4 separate regions of the Mus musculus genome follow, and all the other regions are linked to region 1. Evidence: chromatin contacts called from public Micro-C and promoter capture Hi-C data. All regions are on one chromosome and are shown on one strand. Each heading gives the region's core, a stretch centred on a gene start, on an enhancer-like site or on the middle of the called end of the contact. The rest is flanking DNA. Distances are from core to core; before and after follow the strand shown. Region 1 holds the start of Tm2d3 (TM2 domain containing 3). Region 2 holds the start of Tjp1 (tight junction protein 1). Region 3 overlaps Pcsk6 (proprotein convertase subtilisin/kexin type 6). Region 4 overlaps Pcsk6 (proprotein convertase subtilisin/kexin type 6).

The links. Promoter capture Hi-C pulls out the DNA fragments that hold promoters and counts their contacts. Hi-C and Micro-C count contacts between places; a contact is called where the count stands out from the background.
Region 2: a contact with region 1 is called in a Micro-C map of embryonic stem cells, with 2.3 times the contacts expected there. The contact joins the promoter of Tjp1 here to the promoter of Tm2d3 in region 1. A contact is called at or near these places in 1 of 39 promoter capture datasets (cranial neural crest), 4 of 484 Hi-C or Micro-C datasets (LSK cells and embryonic stem cells) and 3 of 115 datasets of contacts at active chromatin or transcription factors (fetal liver, microglia and pancreatic cancer cells).
Region 3: a contact with region 1 is called in a promoter capture Hi-C map of hippocampal neurons, with 4 times the contacts expected there. The contact joins the enhancer-like site here to the promoter of Tm2d3 in region 1. A contact is called at or near these places in 9 of 39 promoter capture datasets (the HPC-7 cell line, cranial neural crest, frontonasal cranial neural crest and 5 more), 1 of 15 datasets of contacts at CTCF or cohesin (the NIH/3T3 cell line) and 7 of 115 datasets of contacts at active chromatin or transcription factors (craniofacial prominence, embryonic basal ganglia, embryonic forebrain and 4 more).
Region 4: a contact with region 1 is called in a promoter capture Hi-C map of liver, with 5 times the contacts expected there. The contact joins the enhancer-like site here to the promoter of Tm2d3 in region 1. A contact is called at or near these places in 9 of 39 promoter capture datasets (the 3T3-L1 cell line, 3T3-L1-derived adipocytes, the HPC-7 cell line and 5 more), 1 of 15 datasets of contacts at CTCF or cohesin (the NIH/3T3 cell line), 1 of 484 Hi-C or Micro-C datasets (myocytes), 4 of 115 datasets of contacts at active chromatin or transcription factors (astrocytes, bone marrow-derived macrophages, fibro-adipogenic progenitors and 1 more) and 1 of 9 other capture datasets (adipose tissue).

The regions. Positions count from the first base shown.
Region 1 is chr7:65,692,134-65,694,693 of GRCm38.p6, reverse strand. It overlaps Tm2d3 (TM2 domain containing 3), which reads right to left and starts at 1,277. Exons shown (of 5, transcript NM_026795.3): 1 at 1,125-1,277. The coding sequence starts at 1,215. It overlaps Gm33234 (a long non-coding RNA gene), which reads left to right and starts at 1,252. Exons shown (of 2, transcript XR_391545.3): 1 at 1,252-1,843.
Region 2 is chr7:65,369,977-65,372,536 of GRCm38.p6, reverse strand. Tjp1 (tight junction protein 1) reads left to right here and starts at 1,293. Exons shown (of 27, transcript NM_001163574.1): 1 at 1,293-1,727. The coding sequence starts at 1,701.
Region 3 is chr7:66,007,434-66,009,993 of GRCm38.p6, reverse strand. All of the region lies in intron 13 of Pcsk6 (proprotein convertase subtilisin/kexin type 6), which reads right to left. Among named protein-coding and RNA genes, the nearest start is that of Snrpa1, 52 kb to the left of the region's middle. Within about 2 kb of position 1,278, at least 14 of the 459 cell types and tissues checked have an H3K27ac peak or open chromatin away from gene starts, as enhancers often do. A contact at or near this core is called in hippocampal neurons, where this site is marked.
Region 4 is chr7:65,963,590-65,966,149 of GRCm38.p6, reverse strand. All of the region lies in intron 9 of Pcsk6 (proprotein convertase subtilisin/kexin type 6), which reads right to left. Among named protein-coding and RNA genes, the nearest start is that of Gm51486, 34 kb to the right of the region's middle. Within about 2 kb of position 1,284, at least 3 of the 459 cell types and tissues checked have an H3K27ac peak or open chromatin away from gene starts, as enhancers often do.

The DNA of each region.
Region 1 (2,560 bases), core at 28-2,527:
CAAAAATGACAACACCCTCAGCCCTCCAATTCTAGAAAATACTGGTGTTAGTATATACGTCGAAATAAAAATCTGTGAAATGCCTCTGCCAGTTTCAAGTCCAATCCCTGAAATAATAGGACTCCAAACAGATGAACCTAAAGAGCTAGCGGACAGTTAGCAAAACAGGAATACTTGGAAGTGACATGAAGTGGCTAACGCTATAAATACCATTTCCCACTATTGTTCCTATCTCCATGTGGCCCGAGGTTGGAAGGTTCAAATCACAAGGCTGAAAAGGCCTTAAATCAAGATAACTACAGTGGCTGCAAAGGTGAGGAAACAAAGATCCCTCAAAGCCCGATCTCACCCGGATTATCCTCCAGGTATCTATCCAACCTTCTTAACCCAGCACATCATATAACATTAGGGAAGCATTGTAGAGTTCGGTGTTTGGTTGGTTGGTTTTTAACTCAAGGGAAAACAGTACTGGCTAAAGAACTGGAAGAGAGTGGAAAATAAAAAATAAACAGAAACGAAGAGTCCTGTAAGGCTGGATGAAGAGGTAAGTCATAGATTTCAAAAAGACCAAAACTGTCTACTGAAAGCGGCTGTCTGCCCTTAATTTACATATCTAAACAACACCACATCTAACAGCCAAAACCAAAAGGCGACTTCTTATACTAAAGAAACCTGTATCGAAAACAAAGGGGGGCGGGCAACTACTCCTTATAAATATGCACATTTACTAGAATAGAAAACGTCTAGTACCTGCTGCCCTGGGAACTACAGAGAATGTACGTGTTGGGCCCGGATCCTTTATTGCCTGAGCCAGCGGCTGCGAATGCTCTAAATTTAAGGATCCTACAATTAGAAAGGCATGTTATCATGGGATAGGATACCCTTGGTTTGTGTGCTTAACAGGTAGGGGCTGCACTGGGCATCTACGGCTCAAGAAACGGAAATGACGGGGTCGACTGGGGTTCTGGGCTACCGACTCAGGGAACACCGGTTTTCGGGGCGGGCTGGAGCGCAGTGCTGCGGCCTCGGGCTGCGGCGCCCAGGCGTCGGTCGCCGGCCTCCTGCGGCTCCGGGGACCCCCTTGCCACCAGCTCACCCGGTGCGGCCCCCAGCCTTGAACTCACCATCTCCCGACAGAATGTAGCACTGGGACAGGAAAAGCAGCACGCGGGACAGGTGGCGGACAGACCGCAGCGGCTCGGCCGCAGCCTCCATTTTTGTCGCTGCGCGTGCGCACTTCCGGGCCAGGAGGCGGGGCTGTGGTGGGGGCGCGCCGAAGGGGGCGTGTCCGGGCGCGGCCCGCAGGCGCACTGCTGCGGGGCGCCGCCGGCGGGTGTCATTGCTTCCCAGCTCGGAGGTTGGGTGGTCTCCTTGTCGCCGTGCTCTGAGTGCTGTTGGCCAAGGGAAATGAATGAAACTGGGGACCCGCAGCAGCAGGAAGTAGCTCGGACCAGAATAGCCCCTCACTGCCTTTGAAGAGATGCCCTTCTCTTTCCATTGGGAGTCTGGGAAACGGTTGTGATGCGATGTGGTTAGCCCATTTTAGTTCCGCTGACCCATGAAGCCAGGGAAGCAGCTCCAAGAGTCCCATGCACCAGGACCCAGGGCTCCTGCCTTAGGTTTTACCACAGCCTGTTGGGGGACACGCGGAGTTTAGAGTTCCTCTGAGACTGGAAAAACAGGTTAGGTCTCAGGGCCTGGGACAAGAGCCAAGTGTGTGGAATTTTCACGTAGGAGCAGAGTCCAACCCCAAACTGGCCAGGAGAGCAACCTCGAGGAGGGGGAGCTGCTCTCTGCAACCTACGTTGTTTCTATGGCATATACTTCAGGAAGCATGCTGTTGGTATGTCTCTCTCTGTTGACTTGCACTTTGGGGTCCCCAAATTCCCACTTGCACATCTGATAAGTGAAAAAGTACATGAAATGGTGTTCGGCGCACAACAATCCTGCAGTAAATGTTAGCTTTAAAAATGGTTACAATTCGCACCCTACACCCTCACACTGGTTTCATCTATGATGCTTCACTCTTCATGTTCAGGAGAATCAATAATATATCAAAGACTGATGCTTCTCTGCATCTAATTTGAATTCTGCTGCACCTAGTGAAATAAATCTGTAACTAATTTCTCTTTGGCATAACGGTATTTTAATTAAGTGCCAAGACAATAAGGTTGAAATCGGAACTACAGGGTCTGGAGAGCTGAGTCGGCAGTTAGGAGCACTGGCTGCTCTTCCAGAGGACCTAGATTTGATTCCCTGCACCCACCTGCGGCTCACAATCACCCAGAACTACAGTTCCAGGAATCTGGCACCCTCTTCTGACCTCTATAAGCACAAGACACTCTTGCAGTGCCCAGACAACAGACAAAATACCCATGCACACAAAATAAAAATAATTTAAATATATCAGAAATGCAGTCCAGAGGCACAGACAGGCAAATCTCAGTGAGTTCTAGGCCAGCCAGAACTACATCGTGAAACCCAGTCTTGATTTAAAAAAAAAAAAATCAGAAATATACTCGATTCAACATACAAGTGAAACACCCCAGGAAAGCAGTGG
Region 2 (2,560 bases), core at 44-2,543, 320 kb after region 1:
GGTAATGCCCTCCCTGGTATGAAAGTCCTTCAGGAACCGCTTTCTCAGCCACAGCACACCCAAGTCTTTTATAATGCTGTTTTCTCATAGGATAAATTTAATCACCCCCTTTGAGAGAACACAGGACACTTTGCCTGTGAAATAACTACACACACCACAACTAAAACAAAACAAAACAAAAAACAAAACTGACTTTAACTGTTTTCCTACATGCCGAGAAACAGGGTTTGGTTTGCACGATGCTCTTTTCTGGTTCAGCTGGCTTAGAGTTACAAAATACTTGACTTTGAAACCTTAATTGATGTTTACATTTCATGTATGGATATTTCCAAGTTAGAATTAGGTTTAAATTGGTCATATAGTTGAATTCTCAAAAGACAACAATAGTCTAAAAGCCGATGCTTCTGTCTCCCTCTTCCTTGTATGGCTACTGTAGCACTATGCTAGGTACTTTAGGATGTTATCTAATGTTACTAAATTTTTCTAATATTCCTTAAGAGCTTTGCAGTATACAGAATGTAAATTAATGAAGCTCGAAATAGTTTTCTACCTAATTTTTTTTTTTTTTTTTTTTTGGTTCAGCAAGACAGTTGGCCTAAGTTTGCACAGTGGCCTATTGAACTTGTTGAATTCCGCGTGTCCTTACATCCTTTTCTGGTTTAGAAAGGCAGGCAGCCTGCTCTGTCTCTTCAGGGGCCAAGAATTTCAGCAATCTTGATAGCCTAAAATATTCTATTGAGATCCCTGTCTAGCGAGGCGGGAGAAGGGGGCTGGGATTATCTCAGTGTCCAGATTTGTACCTGGTTTATTTAAGGCAGTCGGTTTGTCCTGAGCCTTCTAGAACGCTTCTGTTGTGCTTTAAACAAAAACATATCTCCAATGGGGTAACAGTGCCGAGACACATGGTGACAGTTGTGACCATTGTTACTTGCGAGGCTAAAGAAACCACAGTTGGGTATTGGCCAGGCCGACCTTAATTGTCACACTCCTGCGTGGGGCCCATCTGGGGTTGCTGGTTGAGGAGAAAGTAGACAAGTCTGTGTAGGGAGTCAAAAAGCTTTAGTACACAGGAGTTTGGGGTTCTCGGGGGTGGGGGTGAATCGAATTCTGCCGGATCTGTGATAAAAACAAACAGGATGGATCGCGCGGCAGCGGAAACCGCCTAGCAAGTAACTTGGGTAGCCGAGCTTTTCCTTCCGCGCGGGGGTCGGACCCGGCCTGGCCCCGCCCCTCGCGGAGGCCCCGCCCCCGCCGGCTGGGCATGCTCAGTGGCCCGGTCCGGCAGGTTTTGCGTGGCCGCCTGAGTTGCCCGCGACGGCTCTGCCCGCCGACGGCACGTCTCTCGGCGGCCGCGCGTTCCGGGGAAGTTACGTGCGGGAGCAGGCTTTGGAGGAGACGCCCGAGGGTGTAGGGGACAGCCGGAGGCCCGGGTACTGCGGAGCGGCGAGCCGGCGGAGGGCGGCGGAGGCCGAGCAGGCGGCCGGGTGTGCCCCGCGGAGAAGCCCGGGCGGGGCGGACGCTTCCCGGACTTTTGTCCCACTTGAATCCCCTCCCCGTGGGCCGGGCCTTTCCGGCCTCCCCCGCCCCTGCCCCGCTCGTCCCCGGGAGATGTTTATGCGGACGGTGGCGTGAGGAGCGGGCGGGCCGGCGGCGCGGAGTTTCGGGTCCGAGGAGCTTCGCGCGGCGCGGAGAGAGACAAGATGTCCGCCAGGGCCGCGGCCGCTAAGGTGAGAACCTCTCGGCCAGCCGGGCGGCGGGCTGGGCGGCGGGGGGCGGCGGGGGAGCCTCGCCCCGCCCTCCCCGCGGCGGCAGCCGGGGGCGACCGCGGCGGGGCGGTGAGGGAAGGCGGGAGGGCGGGCTGGGGGTGCGCCTGCCGCCCGGGCAGGTGCACGGCTGCCGGTGCCTGGCTCCGGCTCGCGCTGGGAGGCGACGTGCAACAGGTCCCGCGCCTGGAAAGTCGCCCCGGGTGAGGATTCTCAGGTCCCGGGAGCGTGTCTGCGGAGACCCGGGGGTGTCAGCTGCAGCAGGAGGGTGGGTGGGTAGCCGCGGGGCTGGCTCTGGAGGAGTGGTTGGTACCCGACGAAACCCTATAGTTTCGATCTGATGTCACCCGCTGCGGTATGCGCAATGGCAGCGATAAAGCTTGGAGACAGCAAAACACTCAGCTCTAGAGTAGCTATGGTTTATTTTGAGGTTTATTATTTATGTGAGGCCACAGAAGGAGGAAAGTTTTTAAGCACTTTAATTTCAACTTTCAGAAGTAGCACAAAGTGTCCCTACACATGGACAGTAAGATGGGTGCAAACCAAAAGAGCCCGGTGAATTCTGCACAAAACAACTTGCCTATTTTCCTGTGTGCTTTGAAGTGTGCTTCTTGACAGTGTGTTATATTATTATTACATTAGGCTAAAATTCTTAAAGATGAAGTAGAATCCTTCTTTTGTACGTTTTAATTAAAAAAAAATCCTAAAGTGCTTGCTTTTTCAATGACAGACATACAGTGTGAGAAAAATCAATCCGTTATTCAAACAGCTTAAACAGGTGGTGATTTTATGTAGTT
Region 3 (2,560 bases), core at 29-2,528, 320 kb before region 1:
AGATGGTGTCCCATGTAAGCTCAGGGTACTGGCACCTTTCTGTCCTCACCTCCCAGTTCTGGGATGGCAGGCATGTGCTATCACATCCCGTGGGAAAGCTATCTGGAATAGAGTAAATTAATAGTTTGAAAAGCCAGATGATGCTCTAAGGTTTATAACACAGAGCAGCCCTTTCTTTGTCCCCATCTCTTGGGGTTCCATTGGTCACAACATATAGCTTCCTTTAATGCTCTGGACAGCCTTTCCTGGCATTTACCCCAGATTCCAAAAGTTCTCCTGCATGGCTCCCCTTCCTTGACTTTAAATAGTGCCCGGTGCCTTCCCTCCTTGGATGTGAGAGCCCAGTTCTCTCACAGGATCCTGCACGTGCTTAGCTCCTCACCTTCCTTCCTGTCCTAACATAAGTCCTGCAGCATTTCTTCTACACCCTCATCTCATTTTCTGAGAGTAATACCTCTAATCTGTCTGACTTACTTACTGATTTTTTTTCTTTAAAAAAAAAAAAAACAACTCACTATGTTGCGTTGTTTTGGACTTGGGACGAAATGGTTCTCCTGCCTCAGCCCACTGAGCAGCTGGGACCACAGGGGTATGCTGCCACACTCAGTTGGACTCTAGATTGGATTTTTTTTTAAATTTCTGTCTCATATTTAGGTTTTAAAGGCATTTATCTTCCAGTGTTCATGTAAAAACTATAGCAGCTGGCTCCTTTTCTACTGTTGCCGCTGCCGCCGTTTTTTTTTTTTGTTTTGTTTTTTGCAGCTCTCTAAAGTTTCCACTTGCTGCCTGAGTTGCCCGCTTCCCTTGCCAAGTTTAGTCTCTGCTAGAGCTGGTGTCTGCTTTAATATTGGATAAGTCCCTCAAACGCCTGGCGAGTTCCTGGGCGTCCTCTCATATTTCCTAGGGAGGCAATACAAAGCGGATCGGAGTTCTCCTATGTCCCTGGAATATGGAAATGTGCCTTTCGTCTGTTTACTCATTTTGCATACAGCAGACTTTCGAGCTTGTATAATGTGGGCAGGGGAGTGTGTGAGTGTACGTACGTACTAGTTGGCTCAGGCGTAAGTAACGTCCACATGACAAATGCAAGCTTTTTCCACCGAAAACAACGGAGGTCAGATGAAGACGTAGTATCTTCAAAGTGCCGAGATTAAACAAAACATTTTGCCAAACCAGATTCTATACCTAATCCAAAACAGGTTATAAAAAGGCACTTACAAGGATAGCAAGCAAAGCTGAACAAATTTACTGCCAACAAACCAGCATGCCAAGCGATGTGGAAGGAACACACCTGTGATTCTGGCACTCGGGAGGTGGAGGCGGGAGGAGTGCTAGTTACTTGCTGACAAGCTAGTTAACTAGCTACATAGGAGTCCTGTCTTTGAAACAGAAAAGAGAATTCTTCAAGCGGAGGGGAAAATGGCACCAGGTGAGACTGTGCATCTAGAAAGAGACGAAGGAAAAGCAGCAGGAAATGGCAGGTGTGTGGCAGACATGGAAGCACGGGGGCTTTCCCTCTCTTGTTTTTTTCCCCTCCCTCTTTCTCTTTCTGTGGGTGACTGTCTCTGTCTGGTGTCCTCTTCTGTGGCTCTCCATCTCACTTTTTAAAACAAGGTCTCTCACTGAATTTGGAGCTCACCCATTTGGCAAGACTAGCCTGCCAGTGAGCCCCATCCTCCTATCTCTGCCTCCGTGACACAAGGGTTACTGGCATGTGTCACTGTGTTCCCCCCCTCCCCCCCCACACACACCCTTTTTTGAAGCATGAGTGTTGGAGGATCTGCACTGAGGTCCCATGCTTGCTTGGCAGGTACTTCGCTGACTGAGCAATCTCCCTAGTGCCTCTTCTTTATTTCTTTAAGGCATCTTAAAGAAAAACAAAACAAAACAAAACAAAAACCCAAACATTTACACCGAAAGAAGGAGTTATAATTCCCAGAGATGTACAGGGCGCCCCCCCCCCCCCCCAGCACTGCTGAGGTAAACTAGGATAGAAACTAGGCCTTTGCATTAGCGGTGAGTGTGGCGTTTTATGTCCGTTCTAACGGAACTGGAAAGCAGTTGGTGATTTAGCGATCCTACAGCAACGGCTCAGAATGGTTAAGAAGCCGATGCTGGAAATAACACAATATAAAAAGTATTCAATTAATCCAAAATATGACAAGAAAAGCAGATCAGAATTGCGTCTCTTTACAAATGCAATTGGATTTTGTTTATTGATAGCGACTTGCATTTTTTTTTTTTTGAAACTGGCTTAGAAGTCTGCGTTCTCAGGGTGGGTTGTGGAGTCAGCTGCCACAGTTATACTGGCTTTGTCACACTAGTTGGATACTGCTCCTCTTTGCTGCTGTCTGGAAGAGCTTATGGAACACTGGCACTATTTTTCACTTACAAGTTTAGTAGAATTTGCCAGAGACTCCTCCTGGCCTGGAGTTTTCTTCCTAATTACAGAACTGATTTCATTAATAGAACAAATTTGAAACTGAACCTAAGAACTTAAGAGCACACTGGCTCCTCACACACACACACACACACGGAGCAGGTGTTCAAACCTCCTATC
Region 4 (2,560 bases), core at 35-2,534, 270 kb before region 1:
CCGGGGCCACCAATCTCGTGACCAGCCTCACTGGCTAGCCCGGGCAAGTCTACTGCCAACATCATGGGGACAAATGCTGCTTCTGCAAAAAGGACATCTTTCAGGTATGGGGGGTGCTTTTAAAAGATGGATATTCTTGAAAACCTGGGTACTCAGTGTTTTCCTTAGGTGGACACCTCAATGTGGATGATTCTTTGGAGTCTTCTGGGTCACATGAGTTGAAGACCATTTCCATGGGTCACTCAGACTACTGCCAGGAAGAAGATACTAGAAACTCTCATTAGGATGAGATAAATTTCCCCCCCTCTCGGGGATGTCTGAGAAATACCGAATGTCTAAAGTAGATTCCTCCTTCCTCCTTTCTGTACAGGGATTGAACTTGGAGCTTGACTCATGGAAGAAAATGCTAGAAACTTTCTATCTCATTAGGATGAAATAGTCTTTTTTTTCTTTTCCTCTCGGGGATGTCTGAGATACATTGAGTGTTTAAAGTAGATTTCTCCTTCTTCCTTTCCATACAGGGATTGAACTCGGGGCTTGACTCATGGAAGAAGATGCTAGAAACTTTCTATCTCATTAGGATGAAACAGTCTTTTTTTCTTTTCCTCTCGGGGATGTCTGAGATACAGTGAGTGTTTAAAGTAGATTTCTCCTTCTTCCTTTCCATACAGGGATTGAACTCGGGGCTTGGCTCATTCCAGGGAAGCACTCCATAGCCCCAGTCCAAAAACAGTTTTCATCATCATCATCAACAACAACAACAACAACAACAACACAGGGAGATGGAATATCTGAAATCTATACTGGAACTAAGAGGAATTCTTAGATCCTCTGCCAGCCTCATTCTTATTTCTTGCAGTCCACAGATCATCCCATCTCCACTGGGCGTGTCTTCCTCTAGGATAGTGGTTTTGAATCTTCCTAATGCTGTGACTCTTTAATACAGCTCCTCATGTTGTGTTGACCCCCCCCCCATAACATACATGTGACCCCTGTAGGGACTGAAACCCACTGGTTGAGAACCACTGCCCTAGGACTGTCATCTATGATGCCTTGAGACGGGAGAAGGCCATGCAGAGACAACGCTGCCTGGACCTGCTGGACACTGCAGTCCAAGTGTCTTAAACTCACTAGACCCCACTGCTCCCCCCAGAACAATACTAACTCCGTAAACTCCCCCTTAAGTGAGGTTTGCTTGAATTATACCTGCACATCTCCAACCCTGTCAGTTTCCACCGCTTCGCAGGCAAGTTTCTTGGGGCAACTGGTCATGAAGCAGGGTGTGTTTTCTATTTAGGTCTGACTAACAGAATTCCTTGCATGTTTTCAATAAGGAATGGAGGAAAATAGAGAGTGATGAATTGCTAAGTATGAGAATACAACTTTCCACACAAGTAACTAATTACTGCAGGGCCTCAGGACACAGAAGCTAACATTTGGTGGGGGGGGCTGGAAATTGAAAATATTTAGCTGTTTTTGCTAAATTGGTAGCATTTGAGTATTTTGGTCTTTAGCTGAATGGAAATCAGCATACAAGCATGCATAATTACAAGAATTTACACATCTCAAATATTCTCTCTGAATCACTTAAAAACTCATCTAGAACAAAAGATTGGGTTGTTATGTGACAGTTGATGTCTAAACTGTTTCTGACTCCACAGTTGCACACAAGGTGTTTTTATTTGGATGGGGAATGTTCCCCCACAGGCTCACAAGTTTGAGTGCTTGGTCACTGGCTGATGGCATTGATTGAGGGGGGAGGCTGTGGAACCTCTCATAGAGTGAGCCTGTCAGCAAGAAAGAGGTCACTGGAGGTTGTAGGAATGGACCTTAAAGGTTATAACTTAGGCCTGGTCTAAAAGTATTCCTTAATCTGCCAAGTAAAAAGCTGTGCCATAGGCCATTGTCACCACAGACAGAGCCCAGGTCTCCATGACGTCTATACCATGATGAACCGTATCCCTTCAAACTGTGAGCCAAATGAATCGCTTGTCACACTAATGAAAAAATGACTCAGACATGCAGCTAACCCTTTTCTGCCAGACCCATTCACACATTTATAACTGTAGGTTTCATGAGACTTAGGCAAGTTGGTCCCTTGTCACTGTCAGTTTAGGAAGCAAGGTTCAGGGAAAAAGAAGACAGCCTAGGGCACAGTTTGGGTGCGTGGTTATGAGTGGAGAGCTCAGACCCATGAGCACAGCTTTGGTGCATGGTTATGAGTACAGAGTTCGAGCCCATGTAGCTCCTGCAGTCCTACAAAGAGGAGCAGACAATGGGCTTTATGAAGAGAAGAAACCACTACAAGAATAGCCTAAAATGGTAGGAACCACATGGAGCACAACGCGGTTAAACACCCATAACATCATGTTAAATGAAACACACCAACCGCAAAGGACAGAACAGCAGAGCATTCTCATCCACAATGCTAAAAGGCATTACAGATTTTGAACTTTGGAGTATCTGTAAAGACTTCATGAGTTGAATGTCTTTAATCTGAAAATCCAAACTCCAAAACTCCTTCAGACCTGAAGCTTTCTGAGCAAGAACATTCAGATTT